Linked DNA regions of Mus musculus: regions 2 and 3 are each linked to region 1. The links are chromatin contacts, called in public HiChIP or PLAC-seq and promoter capture Hi-C maps. All regions are on one chromosome and are shown on one strand. The core of a region is the stretch at or near the end of the contact, and the rest is flanking DNA. Distances in the headings are between cores, read along the strand shown.

What was found. Promoter capture Hi-C pulls out the DNA fragments that hold promoters and counts their contacts. HiChIP or PLAC-seq counts read pairs in DNA pulled down with a chosen protein or histone mark.
Region 2: an H3K27ac HiChIP or PLAC-seq map of bone marrow-derived dendritic cells shows a contact between it and region 1, with 2.6 times the contacts expected there. The contact joins the promoter of Arrb1 here to the promoter of Kcne3 in region 1. A contact is called at or near these places in 2 of 115 datasets of contacts at active chromatin or transcription factors (bone marrow-derived dendritic cells and microglia).
Region 3: a contact with region 1 is called in a promoter capture Hi-C map of embryonic stem cells, with 4 times the contacts expected there. The contact joins the promoter of Tpbgl here to the promoter of Kcne3 in region 1. A contact is called at or near these places in 1 of 39 promoter capture datasets (embryonic stem cells), 1 of 484 Hi-C or Micro-C datasets (B cells), 1 of 115 datasets of contacts at active chromatin or transcription factors (embryonic stem cells) and 1 of 9 other capture datasets (adipose tissue).

The regions. Positions count from the first base shown.
Region 1 is chr7:100,177,417-100,179,948 of GRCm38.p6, reverse strand. It overlaps Kcne3 (potassium voltage-gated channel, Isk-related subfamily, gene 3), which reads right to left and starts at 1,266. Exons shown (of 4, transcript NM_001360467.1): 1 at 1,183-1,266. It overlaps Gm51453 (a long non-coding RNA gene), which reads left to right and starts at 1,258. Exons shown (of 3, transcript XR_003946660.1): 1 at 1,258-1,628; 2 at 1,718-2,149; 3 at 2,296-2,532.
Region 2 is chr7:99,534,215-99,536,746 of GRCm38.p6, reverse strand. Arrb1 (arrestin, beta 1) reads right to left here and starts at 1,261. Exons shown (of 16, transcript NM_177231.2): 1 at 949-1,261. The coding sequence starts at 968.
Region 3 is chr7:99,625,844-99,628,375 of GRCm38.p6, reverse strand. Tpbgl (trophoblast glycoprotein-like) reads left to right here and starts at 1,273. Exons shown (of 1, transcript NM_001195529.1): 1 at 1,273-2,532. The coding sequence starts at 1,728.

The DNA of each region.
Region 1 (2,532 bases), core at 17-2,516:
CCTACCTTCTGCTGTGCCCTCTCACAGCCCACAGCCACCAAGGGTCGCCCACCTCCTTTGTGTCCCACCCTTTCTGATGAATCCTGCAGGTCCTTGCCATTTACAAGTGCCTTCCCTGCCCCTACTTGGCCAGTCTGTGTAGCCAAGCATAGGATGGAGGTTCTTGGTCTTGCCTGCCTCCCTCTTAGAAGGTACTTCAAGCTCCCCTGCGTTACAGATAGAAAACATGCCCTGAGGAATTTGAACTGAAGAAAGTTGCTAGTCGGTTTTCATCTTCCGGGAGTCAACAGACTTTAAAGGCAGTTTTTAATGCCTCCAGTTATCGCACCCCTCCATTTGCAATTTACAGAGTGGCTGGAGCCAGAGAGAATGAGTTTATTCGATATCTGTACGTGAAATAAGAGTCCTGGGCTAGGAGTGAGGAAACACTGGTTCTAATTCAATATGGTCCCTGGTGATAAGATTATCCTGGGTCCTCAGTTTCCTCCCATGCAAATTAATAAAGAGAAGGAGGCAGAGATTAGGACTTTGCTTCCCGGGGCTCTAACACACTGGCTGAGACACCTCCCAAACATTCCCCTTTGCCCTAATTGGATTACATGGGGGCAACTGGAGCAGGAGACCCATTTTACAGGAGGTGACCTAAGAAAGCATAAGGCACAAAGCCATGGTTGACCTGCATCAATTTACACTACCTGAAAACTAGAACCCAAGACTCCTGACTTTCAACCTAGAATTGCTACTAACAGCGGAAGATGCTTCAGCCCGTCCCGGGATTTCGGAGGATCTGATCGCCGAGGGCTGGTCACAGTGGAGTAGAATGGGTAGGGCAGTTCTGCAGAGCCCGCAGCTTTGGTAGAGCAAGACTGACTCCTGGAATGTTATTTCCGTGAGTGTCCCGCTGCAGACCTGTGAGTGTCCTCTTATCGGTAGGAGAGGAGGAGCCTTTGCTGCCTGGAGGAAAGCCTGGGAGAGCGCCTTCGGACCACACACGACTTTCCATGCGCAGCGAAACTCTCTAATCCCTATAGTTCCTGGGAATACCTGCTTTTCTCACTAAGGAAGATCCACTCTGTGTTTTAGCAGCACCCCACGTCGGGTCCCCCCTCTGAAGGAAAACACCGAAACCCTGCACGTCTTGCCCGGACTATGGATAGCTTTTCCAACCCTGTAGCGCCTTACCCGCCTCTACGATCTGTCTCCGGTGAACACTGCAATAATGCCCAGATGCGCTCAGTGCTCTCAGATCTCTGCACGCCTACTGGCTCTGGCTCCCTTTTCCTTCCCAGGGTGTCCCTCCTCTGGCCCCGCCCTGCCTTAGCACTCCAGCTTCAGCGTTGGCTGTCTTGGGGCGCCTCCGCCCAGCTCCTTAGCCTTAACCGGGTGCGGTTGCGGGGAACCACCTGCTTCCTGGATCCCAGACAGAATTTTTCTCGTCTGTGTCTCCTTTAAGTCTCAGCCAACCTAGCGAAAAGCTGATTTCCAAACACCCAGACCAAGCGCTAGGTTTTGGTGGAGTCGGGCTTGGTACCTGTGTAGCTGTGTGGCACTGGGCAGCTCCTCTCTGGGGCCTTGGTTTCCTGTCTATGGGTACCACCATTCCTGCACTCGCTCTTCACAGGGTTACGGTAAGATTAGAAGTGTTTTCAGAATCCAAAATACTAAAACCGGAATAGCCAAAGAAAACATCTGATTCTAAGACATACCCTGTTTTCAGTTTGCAGACGCCCAAATTGGGGAGGTGATTCTACACTCAGCAAGCAAGTCAGCGCAGAGCTCGGTCAGAGCTTGGTCTCAGAATCCACGTACTCTAGCAGGCATCTCCCCCCTCAGTAGTCTGTGTCACATGCCCGGTCTCAACTTGTATCCACTCACTTCTTAACTGGTGTCTGTCCCAGAACACTTGTTTTCCAGCCACTGGGTCCACATCCAAATTGTTTCTGATGATATTAAAAATTGTTTCTGTTGATATAGAAGAGACGCTGATAAGTGTCATTTTCCTGTTGATGACAGAAATAGGGATCTGCCTCTCAGGGACTCTGTAGCAACCACTTATCCAAGCTCTCTTCACTAGCGGAGGTCACACAACGAACACACTCAGATGAGCTCCCTCACAATTCTCGCAAAGATCTACTGCAGTATTTCCAAGGTGAGTAATTTCCATCACAGAATATTAGGATATGATTACCTAATACGTGCTTAGGGAAAAACAAGATTGCCACGTGGTGGGCTTTTTGTGCATAATTGCTAATCTCCTTCAGAACACATCCTTGTTGTGTTGTTTCTGTGTGGCAGGTTTCTATCCAGCCGTTCCTCCCTAAGCTGGACACCACCTCTGAGAGCCGTCATCCCGATTACCCCAGTATGCGCTGCTCCAGTCTGCACACCGAGGGCGGTGGGCTCCTCCTGGGAGGTTTGGATTCAAAAGACCCAGAGTGGGGCCCAGAAATCAGCATTCAGAGTTTTGCCTCTGTAGATGTCTGTGCACCGCTTACATGCCAGGTGCCCTCAAGGCCAGTCTTAAGCACCATT
Region 2 (2,532 bases), core at 12-2,511, 640 kb after region 1:
CTGGTCATAAGGGTTGACCCCACGAGCTTCCCTGCCCCTCCCTAGCCCTCCTACTTTGACCTAGTTTCCATTTCGAGGGCCTAACCTTTCCTCTCAAGGCAAGCTCTACAAAACAGTTCCCGTCACCCTCCCTCAGCTACATGGAGCCCCTAGCTATGTGCTTTGGAGGACAGAGGGGAAGAAAGCCATGTGAATGGGGACCTGCCTTCCAGGTCTCAGAGCCTTCCACTCTGTGACCTGTGTTCCCGGCCCTGCTATGAGGAGTCAGAAGTGAGTGTATCCACTGCTCTGAGGATGTCAGTCCCTGCAGGCATTTTATGCCTTGCATGTGTGTGGTTAGCCTTGATGTGTCACTAAGACCTGTGGCCACATCGTGTCACGTCAGAGAGGGTTGACAGACTGCACGTACTAGCTTAGACCGTGCTTTGCAGCACCCAAGTGCCAGGCTACGTATGTCGGTGTATGCCCGCATGTGTGTAGCAACACGAGGGTGTTGTTAGAGCTGGTGCGTGTTCGAGTGGGACCTGTGTATGCTAACAGGACTGACAGCAAGAATGTGTTGACAGACTGGTGTGTGCGTGAGAGACCGTATGTGACGTCGTCGTGTCACAAATGCGAAGTGTGGCAACGACTGTCAGTGTGTGCCTGCAGAAGGGTGCTCATGTGTTTATGAGCTTGTGTGTTGTGTGTCAGCCTGCCCCAGAGCGTCCTGAAGTCTATCGACCAGGGCTGGGTGTGTGAGCTCGTCTCGGCCAGGAGCCGTGAACCCAATGGGGTGGCCCACCCTGGGTGCCTCGGTACACATGGTTCTGGCCAGAGAACCACACAAGAGACTTGGGAGGACAACAGAGTGCCAGATCCCGGGTGACGCTGACTGGAACCTCCGCCCGTGCCCTCGCCCAGGTCGTCCCCACGCGCGCGTGGGACAGGGCGGCCACCCGCACTCACCGTGTCCCTTTGTCGCCCATGGTCCGCGGCGGCCGCAGGGAGGTCCGCGGCGTCAGCGTCCAGGCTGGAAAATCCCCGGCCGCCAGGAGAAGCGCGGGCCAGCCCGCTCCCGGCTACCCCGCTCCGCCTCCTCCGCTGTCGCCGCCGCCGCCCCCGCCCGGGTCCCCGCCCGTCGCTCGAGCAGCACAGCGCCCAGGCCGCCGCCAGGGGCGTGGAGCGTGCGGGTGTGAGCGCGCGTGTATGCCTCCGTGCGCGGCTCTGCGTGTGCGCGCCCAGAGAGTGAGGGCTGCGTGGCCGGCCGCGGCTGGTCCACGGGAGCGCGTGCACGCAAGCGCGTGCCAGTGCTGGTGCGTGTGCACGGCTGTGCGCGCGAGCCTGTCGGGAGGTGGGGTGTGGAGAGAGAGAGAGAGAGAGAGAGAGAGAGAGAGAGAGTGTGTGTGTGTGTGTGTGTGTGTGTGTGTGTGTGTAGAGGTAGCACGTCTTTGTGCAGTTGTGTATGTGTGCTCACAGTCGTGGGTGCGAGCGCTCTCTCCCGCGCACGCCAGGACTGGCCTTTGTGTCTGCGGATAGAAGCAAGCGGAAAATCCGCAGACTTCAAGGCCCAGCCTCAGAGGCGCCCCTGTGTGAGGACAGCGAAAGATTCCAAAAGCCTAGCCAGGCCTTCGCCCTTTGCTCCACCCTCCCCACCCCCGCCCTTCTGGAGAGATACCACCCAACGACACAACAGGGACAGGAAGAAGGGGTGGGGGCGGGCAGCGGACTGCAATGCTGGAGAGCAGATGAGAGTGGAAAGGGGAGGGGCAGGCAGAAAGAGGAAGCAGTGAGAACAGGAGATAAAGAAGGGACCGAGAGCCAACTAGCTGGTGGCCTGTAGCATCTAGCATCATTGATATAGCACCCAGGCCTAGCTTAGGTGCCTGTAATGACTCTGGACACCACTCAGCCCATTTCAGGTCTATTGGCTGGGTCCTAAGACCAGCAGATGTCCTGTTCAATTGTTGAAGGAATCTGCTTGTTCTTGCGGGCAGACACCTGCACACAGCGGTGTCCAGCAGAGTCTACTGTCTGCAGCTTTCTTGGTATCCTTGGAAACCTTGACTTTCCTTACGTTTCCTACCCCTGGAGAAGTAGCCGGTGTGCAGTGGGAGGGTAGAGTTCAGAGGCTAAGAAGGGGTAGGAAAGGGTTTGAATCCATTTTCTCCTAGAAGGGATCTTGAGGCAGTGGGAGGAATGTAAGGTCCTCAGCCCCTCACTGCTGGAGTTTGACTAATTGGCACTGATAGGTCCCTAATATCGGAGTATTAACGATAGGAAAGGAAGCTATCATTTACTCTGATGCAATTGCGGGGTCTGGAAACATCTCCTGTAATTATGTTCAGAAGCAGTTACCTATGCTGTTTACATAGAGTGTGCTGTTTATAGAATTGGTAATAATATCCCAGGATAATGACTATAATTATGTCCAGATTGGGGAGGGGTGGGTAGAGGCTAATGGACAGGCAGGGTGGTCCACATCTGGGCAATGGTAAGAGCTAAGAGGAAGTGGATTAAGGTCTGTAACTTCACCTGCCCTTTCTTAGCCTC
Region 3 (2,532 bases), core at 24-2,523, 550 kb after region 1:
TTTGTGTAAAGTTTGCCTTTTTGTGTAGAGGCACACGTGTGTAAACTCAGGTGGCCATGTATACAGACATGTCCAGCTCTAAAAGCTACTACTGTCATCTGCTAGCATCTGGAGGTTATCATGGAGACAGGACTAGGTCAATATGAGCTGAGGGAGTCCAGCAAGATCACCAGCCTGGTCCTTAGTGTTGGTATTTGCCTGAGACCCAGGGAATGCAGGATATGCCTCAGAAAGTGGTTTCAATTTGCTGGTCGATCTTCTAAATGCAACTTCAGGGAAGAAACCAACCAGTAGTCTTCAGTTCAGGAGAAAGAGACTGACTGATGCTTATGGGGAGGAGGGGAGCCTCTATCCCAACCAGCTCTGCCAAGTAAGATACTCGAATGGCCTGCAGATCAAATGTCAGCTTCTCCAACCTGAATAATTCATGCCAAGACCAGGAATGCTCCCTCCTCTGGAGTCTGTCTCTTTAAATCAGGTCTTGAGCTTCTCAATTCTGGAGGAAAAAAAAAGTAAATAAGTAAAACCCAGAAAGAAAGAAAAACAAAACAAAACAAAACAAGCCTATTAACAGCTCAGCCCCCACCTCAGCCCTGGATTTTACCACACCCCCACCCTCCACTACAAAATCAGTTCCTGATTTTCCTGCTCCTAGAGCCCTCTCCCCAACCGGCACACCACTCAATATTGACTGGTAGGGCAATTTGGAGGGGAAGGGGCACAGTATCCTGGCAGTACTCAGTGCTGGGGCGGGGTGGGCAAGCAAAGAGCTGAATCACTCCACCCACCGCTCCCTGAGCCTAGGAGGGGCCCAGCCTGAAAGGTGGAACCAATGGGAGTGGTCTTGGCAGAGGCAGAGCAGCCTGAATTAGGGCGCGGGAGATGTGGGGACAGAGGGTGTTTTAGAACATAGAAGAGGGTCGATAAAAGACTGGACACACAGGACCTGCAGAGTTTTAGACACAGCCTAAGGGAACTGGGTTCGCAAAGGAGACATCCAAGGCTAGGGATTTTCCAGGCTCGCTCCCTTAGCACAGCTCCTTTCCTTGACTACAAGAAGAGTAACTTTGTCAGCCCACCCCTCAGCCCTGCCTCCTTTTCTAGGGACAGCTCTAAACTCTCCCACCTTCTCTGGGTGCACAGATCCACCTGCCAGGTCAGCCCTGAGGGCCCCGCCCCACGTGTGCTTCGGAGGGAGGAGGAAAGAAGCTGCCTAAACGAAGGGGGTGGGGAAAGAAGCAAGTCAGAGCTTGGGGAGCCAAACTTCTCAGCAGCTCGTGAACTAGAGAGCAGGGGAGCAAGAGAGCGCAGCGGCCCTAAGCCTGCATCTCCGGAGCCTCCCACCCCGCCTCCCTTGCGAGGAGGTGCGGAGACTCCGCTGGGGGCGGAGGAGGCGGCCAGGAGGCGGGGAGGGGGAGGCAAACCCTGCCCACTCGGCTCGGAGCCCGGAACAGCCGCGGAAGTCGGAGGCCGGAGCGCAGGGCGACGAGGGCAGCGAGGGCGGGGGGCTCCGCTCCCCGCCTGACCCCTGTAGCCCCCAGCCATCAAAGTGAAGGCTCCTCGGACTTTACAAGCTGGAGGACGGACCGGTCGGAACTGTCAGCTGCTCCGGGTCAAGGTCTAGCCCACAGCCACCTTCCCGTGCCACCCCCATCCCATCATCTCCAAACGCTCCCAATTCACTGGTGAGCGCTGCGGGCCGGGGGCTGGATGCGGGGACGGCCGCGATGGCCCCGCGCGCGGGACAGCGGGGGCTCTGGAGCCCGCTGCCAGGGCTGCTGCTCTTGGCGGCGGCGCTGAGCCGGCCCGCCGCGCCCTGTCCCTTCCAGTGTTACTGCTTCGGCAGCCCCCGGTTAATGTTGCGCTGCGCGTCGGGCGCGGAGCTCCGGCAGCCGCCCCGGGACGTGCCACCCGACGCGCGCAACCTCACCATCGTGGGCGCCAACCTGACCGTGCTGCGCGCCGCAGCCTTCGCGGGAGGGGGCGAGGGGGCGACGGACGGCGTGCGCCTACCGCTCCTTACCGCGCTGCGCCTCACACACAACAACATCGAGGTAGTAGAGGACGGTGCCTTCGACGGGTTGCCCAGCCTGGCGGCACTCGACCTAAGCCACAACCCGCTACGCGCCCTGGGCTACCGCGCCTTTCGCGGGCTGCCTGCGCTGCGCTCACTACAGCTCAATCACGCGCTGGCTCGAGGCAGCCCCGGGATGCTGGATGCACTGGACGCCGCTCTGGCCCCCCTGGCCGAGCTTCGCCTGCTGGGCTTGGTAGGCAACGCGCTGAGCCGCCTGCCACTCGCCGCGCTGCGCCTGCCCCGCCTGGAGCAGCTGGATGCGCGTGTCAACGCGCTGGCCGGCCTGGGCCCGGACGAGCTGAGCGCGCTTGAGCGCGATGGCGACCTGCCCCAGCCGCGCCTGCTGCTGGCGGACAACCCACTGAGCTGTGGGTGCACCTCGCGCCCCCTGCTGGCCTGGCTGCACAACGCCACCGAGCGCGTACCCGACGCGCGCCGCCTGCGCTGCGCTTCCC